Regions from separate parts of the Sus scrofa genome. Here region 2 is linked to region 1. The links are chromatin contacts, called in public promoter capture Hi-C maps. All regions are on one chromosome and are shown on one strand. Each heading gives the region's core, a stretch centred on a gene start, on an enhancer-like site or on the middle of the called end of the contact. The rest is flanking DNA. Distances are from core to core; before and after follow the strand shown. Region 1 holds the start of SNX1 (sorting nexin-1). Region 2 holds the start of RAB8B (ras-related protein Rab-8B).

Evidence for each region. Promoter capture Hi-C pulls out the DNA fragments that hold promoters and counts their contacts.
Region 2: a promoter capture Hi-C map of liver shows a contact between it and region 1, with 3 times the contacts expected there. The contact joins the promoter of RAB8B here to the promoter of SNX1 in region 1. A contact is called at or near these places in 1 of 5 promoter capture datasets (liver) and 1 of 47 Hi-C or Micro-C datasets (liver).

Annotation. Positions count from the first base shown.
Region 1 is chr1:107,946,550-107,952,113 of Sscrofa11.1, forward strand. SNX1 (sorting nexin-1) reads right to left here and starts at 3,371. Exons shown (of 15, transcript XM_021093910.1): 1 at 3,097-3,371. The coding sequence starts at 3,255. It overlaps FAM96A (MIP18 family protein FAM96A), which reads left to right and starts at 5,069. Exons shown (of 4, transcript XM_021093923.1): 1 at 5,069-5,363. The coding sequence starts at 5,240.
Region 2 is chr1:108,836,687-108,842,250 of Sscrofa11.1, forward strand. It overlaps RAB8B (ras-related protein Rab-8B), which reads right to left and starts at 3,536. Exons shown (of 8, transcript XM_001929029.7): 1 at 3,314-3,536. The coding sequence starts at 3,437.

The sequences.
Region 1 (5,564 bases), core at 2,121-4,620:
GCTGTAGCCACCGGCCTATGCCAGAGCCACAGCAACACTGGATCCGAGCCACGTCTGCGACCTACAGCGCAGCTCACGGCAATGCCAGATCCTTAACCCACTGAGCAAGGCCAGGGATCAAACCTGCAACCTCATGGTTCCTAGTCGGATTTGTTAACCACTGAGCCATGACAGGAACTCCTAATAATTCTTTTAACTCTGGTCTACCCCACTCAAATAACTGCTTTGTATATTCTAAGATACATATCATGGGCTGCTCTTTCAATGACAAATCAAATCATATTTTTATTACTGTATTAACAAAGCCTGTGGGCTCTAAAAGAGAGCAGATGGGATGATTAACGGCAGCAGCTGTTACATCAATGTCCAGGAAATTACATGTATACCATAAATAGGTTTTAAATTTTACATGTCTCAGCTTCTCAATTCTTTAATGCCCCCTCTTTGCCTCCAACATGCAACAAAACAGTATAAAGATAAACTTAAATCAGAAAGATGCTACTGAGTTCATTAAGTGTCTACTCTGATGGTTTTGAACTAATCAAATCAATCTGATTACTAGATTGATTTTGATAAACTTTAGTAACCATTTTTAGGGTTAATTTAACTTTTCTAATCCATTATTAGATTTTGTGGGGTTTTTGATTCTAAGAGTAGTTCTAGTTTACAAAATGCTCAACTGTTATAAGTGTTTTACAGGTATGCTAATTTTATCCCACAATGATGATGGAGGTTATTATTATTATTACTCACATTTAACAAGTGAGGAAACTCTAATGTGTAATTAAGTACTTTGCCCAAGGTTAAGCCAGCAAGTAACGGCCTGGATTTAAATCAGCCTTCAAAACAAAGCTCACTTTCTTAATTACTTTGTTCTTCAGTGTTGTTCCTTAATATACAGAAGCAACTACAATCACTTATCCTCTCACACTGGCTCACAACTAAAGCAATTATTAGAGTATCATTTGTACTAATGGCTACTTAACAAGGCATTTACAGCCCAACTAGTGAGGCATCTTGAGCCTTGGCTTCCTGGAGATTTGTATCAGGACAGGATGCTAAAAAAATAAATAAATAAATAAATAAAAATCTCAATAAAAATAATTTGGCCTTCGGAGTTCCCTCTGTGGAGCAATGGAAACGAATCTGACTAGGAACCATGAGGTTGCGGATTGGATCCCTGGCCTTGCTCAGTAGGTTAAGGATCTGGCGTTGCCTTGAGCTGTGGTGTAGGTCGCAGACATGGCTCGGATCCCGGGTTGCTGTGGCTGTGGTGTAGGCCGGCAGCTGTAGCTCCGATTCGACCCCTACTCTGGGAACCTCCATACACTGTGGGTGCAGCCCTAAACAGAAAGAAAGAAAAAAAAAAAGTTAGCTTTCTGTGGTAGAACAAGTTCTTACCCTCTTCTCCTCCTACCTGGAAATTAGGCTAAGTATTTTCACAGGAGAGAGACTGAGACAGGGAGAGGGAAGGAGGTAGGGAGAGGGAGAGAAAGTATTCATGTCCCTGGGAAGTAATATGGTGACATCCATCAAATCACAATCTCTTAAACTTATTAAGAGAACTCCAGAAAATAACTCCTCATTCTTCCAGGGTTGTTTTTGAAAAATAAACAATAATTTGCCTATGTGACCAATCACTTTCAGAGTCAGAGGCTCTATTTTCAGATGTTCAGTCTATCTCCATCTCAGCAGCTATCAACACTAGCAGTTCTCCACTGCTTATGAGAGTTATTACTGAAGGAAAAGACTAAAGATTTGTTTTATAGGGGATACAGAAAGACTAAATTAGCAAGAGTTATTTCTCAGAGTAACAGAGACTTCATTAGACAGTTTGAGCTGTTATACTACCAAATACTTTTTAAGCTGCAGCTAGGGACTTAATTCCTAAATGCAGTACAGGGAAAATTCTAATGATTGTCACAAAAGATACTGCCAAGAAACTTAATCTTTTTCTTCTTCTTTTTATTTGGCCACAACACAGCATGCGGAAGTCCAGGGATAGAACATGAGCCACAGTAGGGACCCGAGTTGCTGCATTGACAATGCCTGATCCTAAACCCACTGTGCCACCAGGGAACTCGGAAACTTAACCTTTTCTGACATAAATGAGACAAACTTTTTCAGACACATACTTGCATAAAGAACATAAAGCTCTTTTAGTCACTCCTATATTAAGTAGCTACTATGAAGATAAGCATTACCCAAGATGGAAAGATACATAAATCCAGACCTAACACTGAAGAAATTTTCAACCTGCAACTAACTGGATCAAGTGTTCTTATGAATCAATGTTCTTATAAAACAGCCCAAAACATCTCTACTGGTTCCAGAACTGACTACTTATATCCATATTCCACATAGAAAGATTAGTTTTTCCCAATATCTTAACTTTTTCTAGAAACCCGGATATTACTATGAGAAACCCCATTTTCATCTTGAATTTACAGATTCGCTCCCACTAAGGCTTTAGGCATTTTAACATATTCCTTTAAAAGGGACAAAGCTTTCTGTCTATGTAGTGATTAAACCGGCAGGGCCTTTTTTTTCAACCGACCTCTGGCAAGATTTTCCTAGACATCAAAGGAGTCGGCCTAACTCTCATAAACTAAGATCCAGAAAGGGCCTTTAGTAATTACCGGTGAAGTACTGAGCTAAGGAAAGGATCTGTGGGCGGGCCACTATCCTGGGCCATTCTAGATAACATTATTCATCCCTGGAACAGTAAGGCAAGGAAAAGGAAAGTCTGCACCCCTTTTCTTTATCTTGACCTATTAAATCAGCACGGAAGGAAACCACCAGCAAAACAGCCCCGGGGGTTCGTGGGGTCACCACAAAGCAAGGCCAAATGCCTGCCTTGGCAGCTCTTCGCTGTCAGGGACCTCGGCAGAGAAGCCACCACACCCCTCATTCCTCACCGTCCACCCAGCGTCCAGGAAGCCAGGGCTCACGTCTCTGCGCTCATCCGGACCCAAGCCATGACTACTGTCACCAACACAAGGTCTCGCCGGGCCCACTCTGCCCAGCCTTCCCGGCACTCGCTTAGCCTTTCCTTTTGGGGCGCCCGCCCGCCTGCCCCGAAGGGGGCGAACTTACGGCCGCCGCGGCGCCGGTGAAAATATCCTCCCCCTCGGTGTCACTGTCCCCCGCCTCGGGTTCCGACCCCCCTGTCGCCCCCTCGAACTCCGGTTCCAGGCTGGGGAAGGGGGGAGGGAGTCTTTCCGAAGCGCTACAGCCACCACCACCCGACGCCATCTTCCTCCACCCGCGGCGGAAGCCGCAACAACAACTTTATGGAGAGATAGTGCCGCGAGCAAAGCGTTCCAGCAGAGCGGAGGCGGGATGGCAGCCACCAGCCCTGCGGGACACACAGGGCGGGGAAAAGGGGCGGGGCGTACTCGCTCGGGGCGGGGTGGGGGCCGGCTCGCAGCTCCTGTCCAGCCAATCCAAGCCCTGGATCGCGACCCCGCACTCTTAACCTAGGGAGCAGAGGAGCAAGAGAGGAGGAGCTAGGGGCCGCTCAGGTTCCTGTGGCTCTTTGTGCTTTATCTAATAGACTTCTTAAGGAGATGAAAAAAGTCTGAAAACCTCTACCAGCCACCAACTCATGCCAAGCGCAGCGGCTTCAAAGACATTTAATAAGTATTTTTGGTTGAGGTCTCAACATATGCAGTCAATTTTCGCCATTTATTCTCTTGACATTTAGTTAGTTCATTCAAGAAATAAATATTGAGCATCTACTCTGTGCCTCGCACCCTGCTATGCGTTTCACATATAAAAATAAAGCTCCTTCTGCCCACCAGGCGCTTGAGGGAGACGGGCATGTAAATTAACAATTCAATACGATCAGTGCTATAATGTGCTGTGGGAGCATAGTAAGAGATCATCAATTCTGCCTGGAGAAGTCAGGACGCCTCAAAGAGGTGAGACTTCAGTGGGCTAAGTTTGGTCGCAAGGAAGTTAGGATTATCCTCACAACTGCTGTGGAGTAAGTGGAGTGGAACAGATGACAGGGGAATTATTAAACTCTGAACCAAATTTTCCTGCGGCCTAAACTATTCACTATTATCTGGTGGGCTTAAAGTCTAAATCAGCTATATAAGATTTTATCTTTAAAGATAAATAGGATATGTTATCATGGGATAACTCAGCAAGAAATCCTGACCTTCCTCTCAATAGAGATGATACTAAACTTGGCATCAACTTTGACAAAAGGTTTAGTTTGTTTGTAACTGCAAATCTCTCAGCATCAGGTGTTGGCTCCCTCACAGGTCTGTGAGCTGCTTAAGGGCGGGAGTCCTGTCCCATCTTGTATCCTCCGCGTCTATAGACTAAGTCTGGCAAATTAAGTATCTAATAAACGTTTGAGACTTGATTGGAAGGATGGATGGATAAAATTAATACCATCAACCTTGTTACTGGCATCATCACAGCCACCAATACCAAAGGGCTTAGAACGTTCTTTTTAGGATTGCGATCTCTAATGTCACTGTGAGACACACCGGACACAGGGGAAAGCTCTCTCGTTCTAAGTTGTCTTCGAGGGAAACTGGCAGAAATATTCAGGGGGTATTGGGAGTTGTGCTGGCCTGAGTTCCTATGAGACAAAACCAAAAAGGAACCCCCTCCACGCCTAACCATCCAAGTACACGTCCTTTCACTGCAACGGAAACTCACTTCCGGCCTGACTAGTCGTTAAGAAAACTTTGGCTGGAAGCGACACTCTCTCGGAGAAATAACGGTAGGGAGTCTCCGTGTAGACGTCCTCCAGCACTAGAAATCAAGATTTCCTTTTCCCTACCTCTTCAGTATTCATCCTTAGCTTATCCAAGCGCTGAGTGAGGCATTTTGTAATGGGTAACAAAACGTTACCTCCCTCCCGACCCCCCCACCGTGGGAAACTACAGTTCCCATAATGCAGCTCTCCGTCTTCCGAAGAAAACGCCCATACGTCCCAGCACACAACGCGCTTCACGTGCCTCTAGGGATTTCCCCCCCCCCCGCCCGCCCCTCCTGTCCGCCAAAGCCGAGCAAAGTATGCTGGGGTTTGTAGTCCGTGCAGCCTTTTTCCCTAGATCCTTCGCGCTACTCCGTCCAGTCCCGCCTAGTCTCTGCTGCCCAGGACCTTTTAGGCTTGTCTTGGCCCCTTTGAAGATCAGGAAGTTGATAAATTGTGAAGCTCGCTGTTGAAAGACGGTGGCTCGGGTGGGACAGTCGCCAGGGATGGCGGAGCGTGAGAATGGAGCGGGTGTCCGGGCTGCTTTCCAGGACGCTGAACAGAGTCCTGTGGCTCTCCGGCCTCTTTGAGCGCGGAGCTGCCCGGCAGCCCCGGATCATGGAAGAGAAAGCGCTAGAGGTTTATGGTAAATAATTTTACCGAGGGCAGTGTTTGGCGGTATATATGGAGGCGGGGGTAACTTGGGCCTCACCTGAGAGTGGGAGTGGTTTTTGCCGGATTTCTGGGAGCATGGAAAGCTTTTTCTCCCGGGTCCCAAGTTTTTCGGGCATGTGGTCTTTATAAGGTTCTTCCTAAACCTAGGGCAAGTCGAACCCTGAGTCTCAAA
Region 2 (5,564 bases), core at 2,286-4,785, 890 kb after region 1:
GAAGGGTAGGGGAGGCAGTGGTGAGGAGATATTATGCCAGAGACGTGGGCACTCCAAGCCTGTGTCTGTGGCCAGTGTGTGTGTGGAACTTTCCACCAGAATGTTGTTACCCTTCACCTTACTGGCCTAGCTTAATGGCGGCTCCAAAGCATCAGGCTGCAGGTATGCACATTTTTTTGTGCTGTCTGAAGACCGTGGGCTACCGCATCCTGTCAGAGCTCTGGGGCTAAATAAGAGGCGGGGGATTTCCCCTCCTCCATGTCAACTGAAGACACCACTCAGAGCCCCTGTTATACCACATCCACCCCCTAGAAAATACCAAGGCCAACGTCATACATCAGACTCACCACATTTAACATCTCTCTCCTGTTAGGATGATTGATCCTTTTCCTTCCTTAACAGCTGCAATCCTCCACAAAACCGAATTTCAATCATTCAACGAAAAACAAAACCTACGCAAGATTCTACTCCTTCAGAATAAAAAGTACAGTTGTAAAAGGAAGCAGACACACACAACAGGTGGGACAAAAATTAAAAGACAAAAAAAAGAGGAAACTTATCAAAGTATTACAAACACTTTGTAATAAACCCAAATTACAAGGCAAAAGTCATTTAAAGAGCTTAACAGAAACAGCATCACTGAGATTCAGTCACTTTCAAATACAGGAGAATGCTTCTGGGGGGGTCACACACAGAAGGGACAAAGGGTGACCCATTCAACTAGTTAGAAACTGTCCTTTACCATCTGGATTTCAGTGTGCACTCAACAATGGAAAAGAGTTATTTGGGGTTTTGAAATTAGGAAAAAATTAACATCTTTTGGTTGCTGTAACAGCTCCTATCAAGTCTCTGAGGAATATACTTGAGACATTACATTTAAGATCTGCCTCCTGGGAGTTCCTGTCGTGGCGCAGTGGTTAACGAATCCGACTAGGAACCATGAGGTTGCGGGTTCGGCGTTGCTGTAAGCTGTGGTGTAGGTTGCAGACGCGGCTCGGATCCAGCGTTGCTGTGGCTCTGGTGTAGGCCGGTGGCTACAGCTCCGATTCAACCCCTAGCCTGGGAACCTCCAGATGCCGTGGGAGCAGCCCAAGAAATAGCAAAAAGACAAAAAAAAACAAAAAACAAACAAAAAAAACCCTGCCTCCTCAGAAAAGAAAAGGTCCCACTCAGGAATGACTGACAAGAAGTTGCAACCCAAACTCCCCTAAGCCCAGACATTAGAACACCAGGGAGGTTTCAGACCACTAAATCCATATGAAAGATACCACAACAAACAAATCACAGCCTCTCCTATTGCTTGGCTGAAGAGTGCTCCAAAGCCCAATATTCTTTTATTTTTTTTAGGGCCACAGGTGCTATATATATAAGTTCCCAAACCAGAGGTAGAATTGGAACTACAGCTGTCAGCCTACACCACAGCCACAGCAATATGGGATCTGAGTCGAGGGATCCTTAACCCACTGAGCAGCCAGGGATCGAACCCACATCCTCATGGATATTAGTTGGGTTCGTTTCTCCTGAGCCGTGACGGGAACTCCAATATTCTTATTTACAAATGATAAATTATCCTTAAAACATACAGATATGCAAATACACTCATTACCATAGCAGTAGCCCCCTAATAATTTCAGCAATTCATGGCAAAATATGCTGTAAGAATCATTTGAAAGATGCTTAACTGAGCTACCATTAGAAGCCACAAACAGGAGTTCCTGCAGTGGTTAACGAATCTGATTAGGAACCATGAGGTTGTGGGTTCAGTCCCTGCCCTTGCTCAGTGGGTTAAGGATCCGGCGTTGCCGTGAGCTGTGGTGTAGGTTGCAGACGCGGCTCGGATCCCGCGTTGCTGTGGCTCTGGCTGTGGCTCTGGCGTAGGCCGGTGGCTACAGCTCCGATTCAACCCCTAGCCTGGGAATCTCCATATGCCGAGGGAGCGGCCCAAGAAATAGCAAAAAAAATAAAAATAAAAAAAATAAAAAAAGAAGCCACAAACATCAACCAGACAACCAAGAGCTACCATTCTTAAGGAGCAGGTCACTTGAATAGGCAGAAAACCAGCTCTGATTTGCTCTTCTTCAGTTTACACTAAGTTAAGAGATCCTGTTACCTGAATACATCTTCGAAAAAGTAGGAAGGACAGCTCCTGGCCAAGACTGGAAAAATCAGAATCAACTGAAAGTAACTGGGGGGTATATGGCATGTTGTGATCCATTTAGCAAGTAATAACTAAAACCAAAGGAAAATGTACAGGGATGCAGATAGAACCTAAGATCAATTCCTCAGCTGAGAAGTTACTAAACCTTCAAGGCTAAGAATTTTGAAAATTGTCAAGTACAGCTTCTCAGGAGATAGTGAAGGAATGAACCAAATGTTCCTGACCACACCATTCCCAAAGTCACCAATTCTCTTAATGCTGATTTAACACTCACAGAATAATTTAAAACTCCATAGACAGTATCCCATTACTCGTCATTTTCTGCTCTTTCTCCTGCACTTTATCCAAAGAGAGAAAATGGTAACCAGTGCTCCCAGTTACTGGAGAAAGTCCTACTCTCCATTTCCTCACCCTTTCCCATCTCTGCTCCACTCAGCCTCTCTACTGTATATTCTGCTTCCCTTTTTCCTTTCTGTTTCACACTCAGCTCTCCTTTACTTTCTCCAACAAGTATCCTCATTCTATTCTGTCCTCTGGTGTCCTAAACTCTTCTCCTACCTGCAGTTTTCTTCTGCCCCTTCCCATGATATCTCTGACCAGATTTCTTGTAACCAGTGCCCCTCATCGCTCACCTCCTGATCACTCATTCCCCTGAATCCTGCTCGGATTCCCAGGTTCTCACCTCTCTTGTCCCTTGTGTCCTCTGTCCCTTTACTTCATGGACCTCCCATTCCCATTCCCCTAACCCTTCATTTCCCCCTTCACATTTCCTTCCTCCTTCCTGTCTTTCAATCCGTTTCACACCCACTACCCTTTATCTCTCTCCAGGAGGTTTCCTGTGTGCCCCCCCCACACACTTTGTCCCTCTAAGACGCCTCCCTGTCACACTCCCAACTCTCTCATTTCCCCAAATACCCCTAGTCCTGTTCCTCTGGTTCCCCTTCCCCTTCCTTTACCCCCAAGTTCCTCCCTTCAACCTCTCCCCCCACACACCAGCTCATGTCCCCGCCTGCCCCTTTCCCACGGACCTCGCCGCCCTGCCGTTCCCAGGGTCCCCTCCCTGGGGCTCCCGAGCCACCCCCCCGCACGCTCTCGGCCCCTCGCACCCGCCCCCCATTTCTCACTCCCCGTCCCCGGCCGCGTCCCCTCCCTCACCGATGGTGGAGATGAAGGTGGTGTTGAAGGCGTCCTCGGAAAAGCGGAATAGGAGGCAGGTCTTGCCCACGCCCGAGTCGCCGATCAGCAGCAGCTTGAACAGATAATCATACGTCTTCGCCATCTTCTCTCTCCGGCCCTCTGACCGGGGAGCGAAAGGAGCGGCAGAGAGAGGCGGGGAGGGTGCCGCGGGCCAGGGGGCGTGCCCGCTGAGCCACCGATCGCCCCGCCCCTCTCCCCGCCCCCTTCCTCGGAGACGGCCTGCGCGCCCCGCCCCTCGTGACCAATCCTCGGGGTTTTCGTCATCACCGCCGGTGCCCCCATGCTGTATGGGATCTGTAGTTCTTTGAGGAGCTACGGGCGTTCCCCCGGCAGGCTGTCCCCGGGCCCCCAGAGGATAAAAAGAAGATCCGTTCTGGGCGGGATGATTGGGGATTAGGCGTTTCCACTTGAGCTAAGATGTGAGGCCAGGTTTCCAACTCCGCAGGTCGCGCCACCGGAACTTAACTTCGTCTATTCTTTGTGTGCCAGCGCCTTTCAATTCCAGGACCTCGGAATCGGAGTCCTTCGGTTCCCTCATCTCTTCTACTGGGACCCAGAACTGAGATGCTTTCTCTCCTTCACGCTGCCGTGGCGCAGCCTGTGGATTATCTGCAGAGCGCCTTATCTGGCTTTTCCTGCAGTTCCTGCCCAGCACCACGTCTAAGCCCTCTCCTGCAGACCCTCAGTTATAGAGCTTGAAAAGAATGGTTGCCGTTCTAACTTGAACCCCACTCCTGTTCTCCTTACGCCTCCAGAGCAGAACCAAGTACAGTGGGTAATTTAGAGGATCTGCTGTGCATACCGCTTACCCCACTCCCCCACCACCCGCAGCAGGATGGACCAAAAAAAAAAAAAAAAAAAAATCGGGGAAATGAAATTTTTAAGGCTTCTGTTACAGGTCTTGCCCTATAAAATTGCAAGCATCGTGCAATAGAGGAACTACGAACATGAGAATCTAGAGGATAAGATTTGGATTTTGTCTTGTTTCAGCAGCTTACCAACACACAGGCTCTCTGCACCTCAGTTTTCTCATCTGAAAAAACAAGCTGTTTCATAGGGTTGTAGGAAAAAAATAAGTGAGGTACTGAATGTGAAAGCACTTTGAAATCCTCAAGGCATTGTAGAAATGTCGGTGATGATGGTTACCTTCTTCAGCCTTCTGTGGTTCTCTCTTAATGGATGACAAATGGAGGACAGCAGCCTTCTGTTATACCCAACTTAATCCTTTATTTACTGTCTTAGACTATTATTCTTTGTTTTGTGAATGTATGGGTCCAGGCCTCTCTCACTCACTAGTGGCAGAAACCCAACCCCTAATGAGGAGGGATTCTGCCTTTTGGCACAGGCTGAGCCTCCCTGCCCCTGCCAGTTCTTGAACACGTCTGTGAATCTGGCCTCAGCCAAGGCCGAAGAAATGTGGACAGCTCAGTACTATACCTTCCTCTTCGTTCTGGAAAAGAGGGGAGGAAAAAAAAAACCCTTCAAAGACCACGGGAATCTTCTTTCTTTTATAAAATATGTAGTGATTAAAATAACTTGTAGTTGCTCTAGCTACACACAATCATTGGCATTCTCTCTCTGTATGAATAAGAACCCACTGACTTGGGAATTCTTTTGTGCTAAAGCGGGTTAAGGATGTGGTGTTGTCACTGCAGCAGCTTGGGTAGCTGCAATGGCGTGGATTTAATCCCTGGCCTGGGAACTTTCATATGCCGTGGGCATGGCCAAAAAAATTTTTTAAAAGAACACACTGATGTGGCAAAGAACTGAAATTCATAAGAGAAGCTAGGGTTAGGAATTTTAAAGTCCCTAAGTTTCCTTAGGGGAATTTTGTTAATTGATGGAAATTTTAAAAAGTTTTTTTTAGTCTTGTTTTCACTTCCCCAGTTTTTTCTATTAGCAAATATATATATCATTGGGACTTTCTAGCTAATAAGTCTATGCACCACTGTTGAACCATTCAAGCATTTTGATATATTGACACTACTTCGAGAAGAATATAATATTTTGCTTTTCTGAATTATGAATCTTCGTATTTAGTATAACAGCATGTTACTTAAAGATCAGATTTTGGTGGTAGTAACTACTACTGAATCAAGGCACTTTGCTCCAGAGACTGGACAATATGCATATTCGTATAGCTGAGGGTACCACAAGTACCTTCAGCTGGTTGCCACTTTCTTTCCTTTCTCCAAGTGGCATGTTACTG